Linked DNA regions of Danio rerio: region 1 is linked to region 2. Evidence: chromatin contacts called from public HiChIP or PLAC-seq data. All regions are on one chromosome and are shown on one strand. The core of a region is the stretch at or near the end of the contact, and the rest is flanking DNA. Distances in the headings are between cores, read along the strand shown. Region 1 holds the start of yaf2 (YY1 associated factor 2). Region 2 holds the start of cntn1b (contactin 1b).

What was found. HiChIP or PLAC-seq counts read pairs in DNA pulled down with a chosen protein or histone mark.
Region 1: a contact with region 2 is called in an H3K4me3 HiChIP or PLAC-seq map of embryo, with 2.2 times the contacts expected there. The contact joins the promoter of yaf2 here to the promoter of cntn1b in region 2.

The regions. Positions count from the first base shown.
Region 1 is chr4:14,496,778-14,501,180 of GRCz12tu, forward strand. yaf2 (YY1 associated factor 2) reads right to left here and starts at 1,486. Exons shown (of 4, transcript NM_001045268.1): 1 at 1,395-1,486; 2 at 979-1,104. The coding sequence starts at 1,420. It also overlaps a transcript of pphln1 not described here.
Region 2 is chr4:14,308,005-14,312,077 of GRCz12tu, forward strand. cntn1b (contactin 1b) reads left to right here and starts at 2,688. Exons shown (of 24, transcript NM_001014814.1): 1 at 2,688-2,888. It also overlaps a transcript of nrcama not described here.

The sequences.
Region 1 (4,403 bases), core at 236-2,735, 190 kb after region 2:
CGTCATTAGCTTTACAAATTTCCTACTCAAACTTGTCAACTTGGCTTTGAATACTTGCTAAATCATATTTTTAAAATCATTAAAGTCTACATATTATAATGAACTGCTTTTAATTTTCCCAAATTACTTTCGCATTTAGTAACCACACCATTATGTCAATATACTTGGAACTATTAAATAAGGATACAAACACCAAGTTCAAGGTGTTTATCCTCCAGTATGTGCCATAACATTACATATTATCTGTGCATTCCTAATGCTTTCATGTGTTAATATGAATCTAATCACAAGTGGAAACATTCAGCGTAGTTTTTGCAGCATTGAAACCTGCCTCTTTAAATCATTTCCCCTTTCACATGCTAAAAATAATTGTGCTTGCTTATTTCTGGATATTATTTAACAGTTCATACACCCACCCATCCAAAATCTCAGTAAAAAATACAAAGAGTATCAGGTATTATCAGGAATGTCTCGCTCTAATCGGTTTGATTCAATTCGATGAAAACACATACCAAGTGTAAACAGGACCTTAGATCAAAACAGTAGAGAGACAAAATTGATGGACAATTTATTGAAACTATGCAGAAAAACGTATGCTATTACAATGATCTGCTCGGAGGTCATGTGATGCCTTGCCAATGTACATATAAACAATGCTTTGTTTATAACTACAAATGAACTGAAATGCACTTTAAATGACTCCTGAAATAGCTTTGAATGTAATGGATGTTTTACCAACAGAGCGGTTCAGTAATGCGATACTGATTGCACACACTTGCTCCCGGGGTTATAAACATTGTATTAACTGTGTAATTATTAATACACACAAGACAAATGGCTGACTCTGGCAACCTACTGAGCTGGCTATCCGGACAGCATTTAAAGGCATCTAGTCAAGTCTAAACATACTGTCCAGGCAGTTATATCACAAGATTTGAAAAGCAGCTCGTATGCATACATGCATGTTTTATCACTCACCGGGTTGACGTGCCCTTCCTGACATCGCACATCATGCATTTGAACGCTTCGGCGGTGTTCTTGAATGTACACACGCTGCAGTCCCAATAGCCGTCGTCAGAGGAGGGCTTCGCTTGCCTTTTTGGCCTTCAAAAAGCAAAACAAACAGAGAGAAAATCACACCACGGACTGTGGAAGTCTCCGACACATATATCAGATCTTATCCATTCACAAAGTCAGTCGGACGGCCGCGCGAGCGACGCGATTTTTTTTAATGAACTGACACTTTAGGTTGATAAAACAGCCAGTCCGCCATGGTGGCCACTCTTGTTGCGTCTTTCTCATTCACGCGCGCTGCCTAATGGTCTGTTTGAGAGCCCTGAATCGACCTCTTCTTGAAGCCACGGCTGTGGGAGTTTCTTTCTGTTTGTTTTTACCTCGTCGGACTCCTCTTGTCTCCCATGCTGCAGAAAGTTTTGTGGGAAGCGTTGCAGGCACCGCCGCCTCTCGCGCTCTGTCCTCCTCTCGCGCGGCTCCCAGCTGTCGTAGAAAAACTACAGCGCAGCGGTGGCCACGTGACCGCACCCCACCAATCAAAAGCCGGGCTTTATTTTCTCAAATGTAGGGGTCGTGGGGTTTACATAAGAAGAGTCGTGCTTCTGCTTCACCCCGAATCAACTGTGTGGTTGAGGTCATTAACTGCACCACTCATAACCCTTGTAGGTCAATAAAAAAGTTATATATAGGTTGATAGAGGACAAAAATGTCAATGTAAAAAAATAAAAAAAACATAATAAAAGTAGGCTTATCATATTTATTTTTTTACTCTGTCGTTTTTCTTTATCAGAGTCAGCATAACTACTAAAATTGCTTTAATTTTAAGTCATTCAAACATTGAAATTACAAATTGTTGGTAACACTTTACAATATGGCACTCATAGTTAATGTATTACTACACGGTTATTAACGCAAACAATATATTTATAACAGTGTTTATAAATACCATCTCGGTTTCTAAAAAAATATTAACATTTATTTAATAATATTAACATAAACTGAGTGTAAATAAAATATATATTGATAATATGTTGTTAGATACATTTTAAAAAATCATTTTATGACGAACGCAAAAACAAACATGTGACAATTTTAATCAGTGTAGCATCACTTTCAGGTAACTTCTGTCCATGAATCTGGAAAATGTTTTTGTTTGTTCAATTAGTGAGGCTAACATTTAAATTTCTCCACAACTGCCCCAAATCTGCCTTATGTGTTGTTGTTTACGTTCAGTTTCTTGCTTTGCTGTTGATCTTTGTGCTTTAAGCTATGTCAGGACATGTTCTATGACTTTTCACATTTGTCCCTTTACCCCATGTTGCTGATAATTACACAAACTAATTACACAAAATTGCACACCAGCTACTGTACATACACATGCACTGCACAATTATTTCACTGTATCTATTATTTGTTATTATATAGTTATTATATTATGTTATATAAAAACATATTACATACTTCTCTGCAGTTATCTTTGTTTATTGTTTTGTCTATTTCTACATTTTTTTATTGCTGCTATTAATATTGCTTGTGTCACTGCAATGACACTGCAAAGTCTCTTTAGTCTTTACATCAGGGATTTATCCGTTTTTAATAGGCCGGTTTTTCATTTTTGTACATTACTATATGAAATAACAAAACTGACTCATTCTGAAAGATCAATAATATAACATAAGTCAAATTACTGTAAGCCACAGGCCATAAACCATTTTTATTGCTTGAATTTATTTATGAATATTTTTTTCTAAATGTTAACAAAGTTTTTGTTTAAAAATACACTGAAAAGTCCTTGAATTTGACTGTGGTGAGGTGTAAGAACGATGTATCTTTAGAAATAATTTGTCAGAAGTATTAGTGTAGGTCAGGATCAGCTCTTTTACCCTCAAAACCAATGAGATGTCATTGAATTACATGAATTTGGTTCACTTAAGCATGTATATTTATTACAAAAACATTTAAAAATAGCTGATCCCCCAATAGTCATTTTGAAGAAGAATGGTGTCTTCTGCATGCTCATACACCAGTATGCAGCTCTGTTACTGGCCAATATGCTGGTCTTTTCGGTGATGTCTTCTATTCCCTGTCGATGATCCCTGACTTACTTTCTGCGCTGAATCTGGATTTCACGATCTGAATTTCTGGTTTTGAATGTTAGAAAATTGAATTTTATGTTCTGAATTTCTTCACCTTGAAAATTTGAAGCTGTATTTTTACAAACTAGAAATCTGCAGTCTAGTAATTCAGAACACAAACAAACACGTTTGAAAATACATCTATAAAATTTGACTTAAAAAATTCAGTCGTCTTAAATATCAGATCTCTAATATTAAAGTTATATAATTGAAATTGAGAAATTCTAATAAAAAAATCTAATTCAAATTTAAAAATCCTAATTCAAAACGTTTTTTAATAGCATATAAAAATTCAGATTTATTAAATTACAATTGTCAAGCATTAAAATGATCAAATTCAGATTGTTTTAGCATTTTATTAGCTCCGTAGTATAAAATATATCTGTTGTTTAATTTTTCCACTTATTTTAATGTCTTTCTGTCCTCTTGAAAAAATCACTGTTTATTAAATACATTTAACCAGCATTAACTAATGAAACCTTATTGTAAAGTCTGACAAAAGTATATTTTAATTATGTTACACTTTTTACTTACTTTACCAGAACCACCCCGTGACAACTACCAAAAACATGCTTGAAATTACAAATTGTTGATAACATTTTAAAATATGGGGCTCGTAGTTAATATATTACTACACGATTATAAATGCAAACAACATATTTATTATTGTTTATTCATTATATGTTAATGTTAGTTCATTGAAATAAAGTTTACAAGCATGACCTTTGGATTTTATTAATGGGTTAGTAAACATTTAACTATGATTAATAAATGCTGTAAAAACAATTTTCATTATTATTTTAAGTAAATAAAGTATAATTGTTGGTTTATGTAACCTTTATGCCACTTATTTGTACATACATTTGTACATATTTTATTATTTGCTGCTATTACTTCAAACAAACTTTTAGGCCTTAAAAAGTTCACTGAAATATTGGGTTGTAGGTCTCAAATCATTTTAAATAGGTTTAAATTAATTTTCCTCTGTCCAGGTAAAGCTACCCAAGACATAATATTTATAAATAGGCATGTTTTATAACAGAAATGCATTAGGTTGAATAGTTGTACTCAATCAGTTTGGACCAAAAGCCAACAAATATATATTTTTGATTATTTATGTAATTGCCTCCAAAATAAATATACTTTTTACAATGTTAAACTTGTCATTAAAAAAAAAAAAATCTAAATCGTGTATACAACTAGAGTTTATTTTTTTAGTTTAGATCACAATTAATGGTATTAACTACTGGCTAA
Region 2 (4,073 bases), core at 1,438-3,937:
TTCAATGTGGGCCTCTTTTTTTGGGCCCTAGATTTTCATGATTTTGCTTGTCATAACTTGCATCAAGTTTTTTTTTTTTTTTTTGTGGGGGGGTGTCTGCTTTCAATGTGTAGAAATGAGATTTGCTTTGTAAATATCCAGCCGGAATTATTTTAGACAATTGAACAGATCCAGAGGAGGCCCAAATCACTCGAAAGACTCTAAATCCCAGAATGCACCAGAGTGGATTTTATTTTAGCAGTTTGTGTCTATTGAGTATGTAAGGTAGCACTGCTGAGAACCGCACCTGAATTCACACACACTCCCATCAGCTCTTCTTCTTTTAATGGCACTGTTGTTTTCTTTTCTCTTTGGCCAGCTAGTTTATGACATGTTTTCTGTAGGAGAAAATGAGAGCAGATATGGGCACATCCCCAAAGAACGAGGCCGGATTGCACTGCTGTGTGTGCAGAATCTTTTGATGCTTTTCTGTCAGAGGGAGCAAAGGTGGATGAAACGTAGTGTGTGAAATAATATTCTGGTTAATGTTAAAGCTACATGAAAATAAAGCATGAAAGGCTGTGAAATGGTTTACTCTATAATATAATCGCAAAAAAAAAAAATATTTTGTATATAAAAGAATTAAAATAAATGTTGGTTTCCGGATTTCACTACCATATGTCTGGTTTTGATTTTATTCCTTGTGCATAATTGTTTTAATGAAAGAATATGAATTGTTTACAATTGTCCAATAATATTCAATGCATCTGGAAAGTATTCATAGCGCTTTATATTTTCCACATTTTTTTTATGTTACAGGCTTATTTCAAAATGGATTTTTTATATATAAATATATATATATAAATATATATATATATATATATATATATATATATATATATAAATATATATATATATATATATATATATATATATATATATATATATATATATATATATATATATATATATATATATATATAAATTTGCAACTATTTCAAAAAAAATCTTTTTTTCACATCGTCATTATGTGGTATTTTGTGAAGAATTTTGAAGAAACAAGTGAATTTTATCCATTTTAGAATAAGGCTGTAACATAAAACAATGTGGAAAAGGTGAAGCGCTATGAATACTTTCCAGACGCACAATTTGTTTTTTATAACTGTTGATGTGCAATATTAAATATTACATTATAGAAACCTTAGTTTAATAGTTTAAACAGCTTTAGACTTTTCCACATATCTTAGACTTTTGAGATTTATTTTGCTGGTGGCTTAGTTAATGACCCGCTGCAGCATAAAAGTTTACCTGAAAGTTAAAGTTCATTCAAGTTAAACGAAACTATTTGTTTCAAATTCTTTGATCTCAAGTTAAATTATTTTTTCCCCTAATTAATTATAGTACACTCTCAGAAATAAAAGTACGCAAGCTGTTACTGGTGTAGTACCTTTTCAAAAGGTACACATTTGTACTTGAAGGATCCATATTTATACCATTAGTACCTAAAAATTTTAATAGGACTTTGTGAAGTTTATTCATAAACTAATTTCGAGAGGATCACGTGCTTCTTATTGCTTGCAGCCGGCCCCGCATTATTCAATTTATGATTCACCAATCAGACGACTCCTAAGCCACTATAAATACCCTAAGTTCCATATAACAGCCATCTTCGTTTTGAAGAATCCCCCCTTCCACTGCTACTTCTCCTCAGTTGGGTGGCACTGTGGCCCAGTGGTTAGCACTGTTACCTCACAGCAAGAACGTCACTGGTTATAGTCCTTACCAAGCCAGCCAACGTTTCCGTGCGGAGTTTACATGTACTCCTCGTGCTCATGTGAGTTTCCCCCGAGTTCTCCGGTTTCCTCCCACCGTTAAATAACATGCAGCCTAAGTTAATTGACTAATCCAAATCGGCACCATAAACATGCACCTATAAGTAGTTATCTCTAAAGAGCGATCACTTTCTGTTCATTAGCTACTACAGCAAGGGAGTTCTCGAGATCTACCTGAGCTTAAACCTCCCTCTCGCCTTGCAAAGAGGGTGGGAGCCCCGGGCTCGAGGATCTTGAGCTCAGGTTTCTCTTCCGGGACAGCATGCCAAACAAGCTTTATAAACAATCATCAGCTAAGAGTGAACTCTCAATGTACTTTTTAGGTACTAATATGTACCCTTGAAGTAATATGGACCTTTTAGAAAAGGTACCACCCCAGTGATAGGTCACATAGCCTACCTTTATTTCTGAGGGTGTATTTTCTTATAAATATTATACAATTATATATTCAATTGACATTCATTTCTGACATTCACAAGAATGTGCTTTAAATATGGCTTTAGCTGGGAAACAAACAGTCAGAATGCCAAAATACAGATTCTGAATGAATTATGGGGGTTGAGTTTTTACCTCACAGTAATTTAGCCTCTTTATCTAATTTAATTGATTCTCTCCGTTTGGAATTTGTATGTAATACAGATTTTTTAAATTGTGTAATATTTATTATAACAACATATAATACATCTTGGGGTGTGCTGAAGTTCTAAGTTTCCTTATATAGGCCTACTGTGCTGCATCTAAACAACAAATAATCTATTTCTTTCCCTCCCCCTACCAGTGCAAGAATTTAATCCAGTGGATTTGAACAGATGTGCGCGGATAAGCCTCTCAATACCTTAAATCGCCAAATTATCTTGCTCCAAACGCATCGAAATCATTCACAAATGCTTGAAATCACCTTGACAGCTTTGCGACCCTCTGCAGAAGCACATGGACTCGGTCAGCATCCCTCTGTGCTTCAGCATCCAGACATGCGCAGCTCCGCGCTCCTCCAATAGCAGGCCGTGTGTGTGTGCGTCTCGCGCCGGGCTGCGGGACGGGGCGCTGCTTGGCTGGTGGATTTAACGCGTTTTTCTGGTGAGTTTGCTGCTGTTGTGGTTATATATGGTGGTTTGGAGGGTTTAAGTGAAAGTAGGATGCGTTTAAGACGTTGGTTAGTTTATTCTGCATGGTGAAGTCAGGATGGAGGTGTTCCGTGCAGTTTTGGGAATACCGCAATGCAGAAGAGGGAGGATGAGTCCGGTCATAGTTGATGTCATCCGTTATGGAAAATATTAATAAATAGAATGCATTTTACAAATACGCTCTTAGTAAGAATTATTATTATGATCACATTTAAAACAAATAACATCTTTAAATCATGTTTATATTTAGCCTAATAAGTTGCAATTTACTGATTGATTTGCGCATTCTTATGCTGCCACAGCTTGTTTTAGGATGTAATAAGGTGACATTTAATTGGCCAAAGTTTTAAACGGGACAGAAGTTTTCCTAGCAACAAAAATGATAGAAATTATGTCATGACAGTATTACATCAAAGGGCGGCGCTAGTCTTCATCAGTGACGCAGGACATGAATGTATTAAAGCAATAGTTTAACTATAAGTATAAAAAATGTGATGTTAATTTACTTATCAGCAAGCCTTCAAAGATATAGGTGTTTTTGTTCTACAGTAGAACATTAACTTATTAAATGCATACCTCAGACATTTATCGACCTATTGTTCACCCAATGTTCCTTAATCTATTCAGTGTAAATAATACATTGTGAACAGTTAATCACTTGAGAATTAAAGGAGATTTTTAAACTAAAGTCATGTCTCTAGGGGATTTCTGTAAAGTTATCCAGGTAGCAAAAAAATTTGGGCCAGATTTGGCATTCATCAAGCACGGGCATACAACATGTGGGCCAAACATGGCCCTGGTTTGGCAGAGGTGGCACGGTCTTTAAGTCAGCACACAATACTTGGGCCAAATGTAAATTCCACTATTTGGTCCAGATGTTAATAATTGATAGGTGGGCCATGTAAGTTTCGCCTATCTTGACCCCCATTTAAAGTACATTTATATTCTTTATGAATAAAGAAAAAACTTCTACCAATCAGATTGCTTTTAAGAAAATTATGGGTTTATCAATTTCATTTCAGTTGTGATACATTAACAAATCTGCTCTAGTTCTGGCCCAGTTATGGGTTATTAATTTGGCTGAGACTTGGCCCAGATACAGTCCATATTTGGCCATTGTCTGGCATCCAGACTTGGT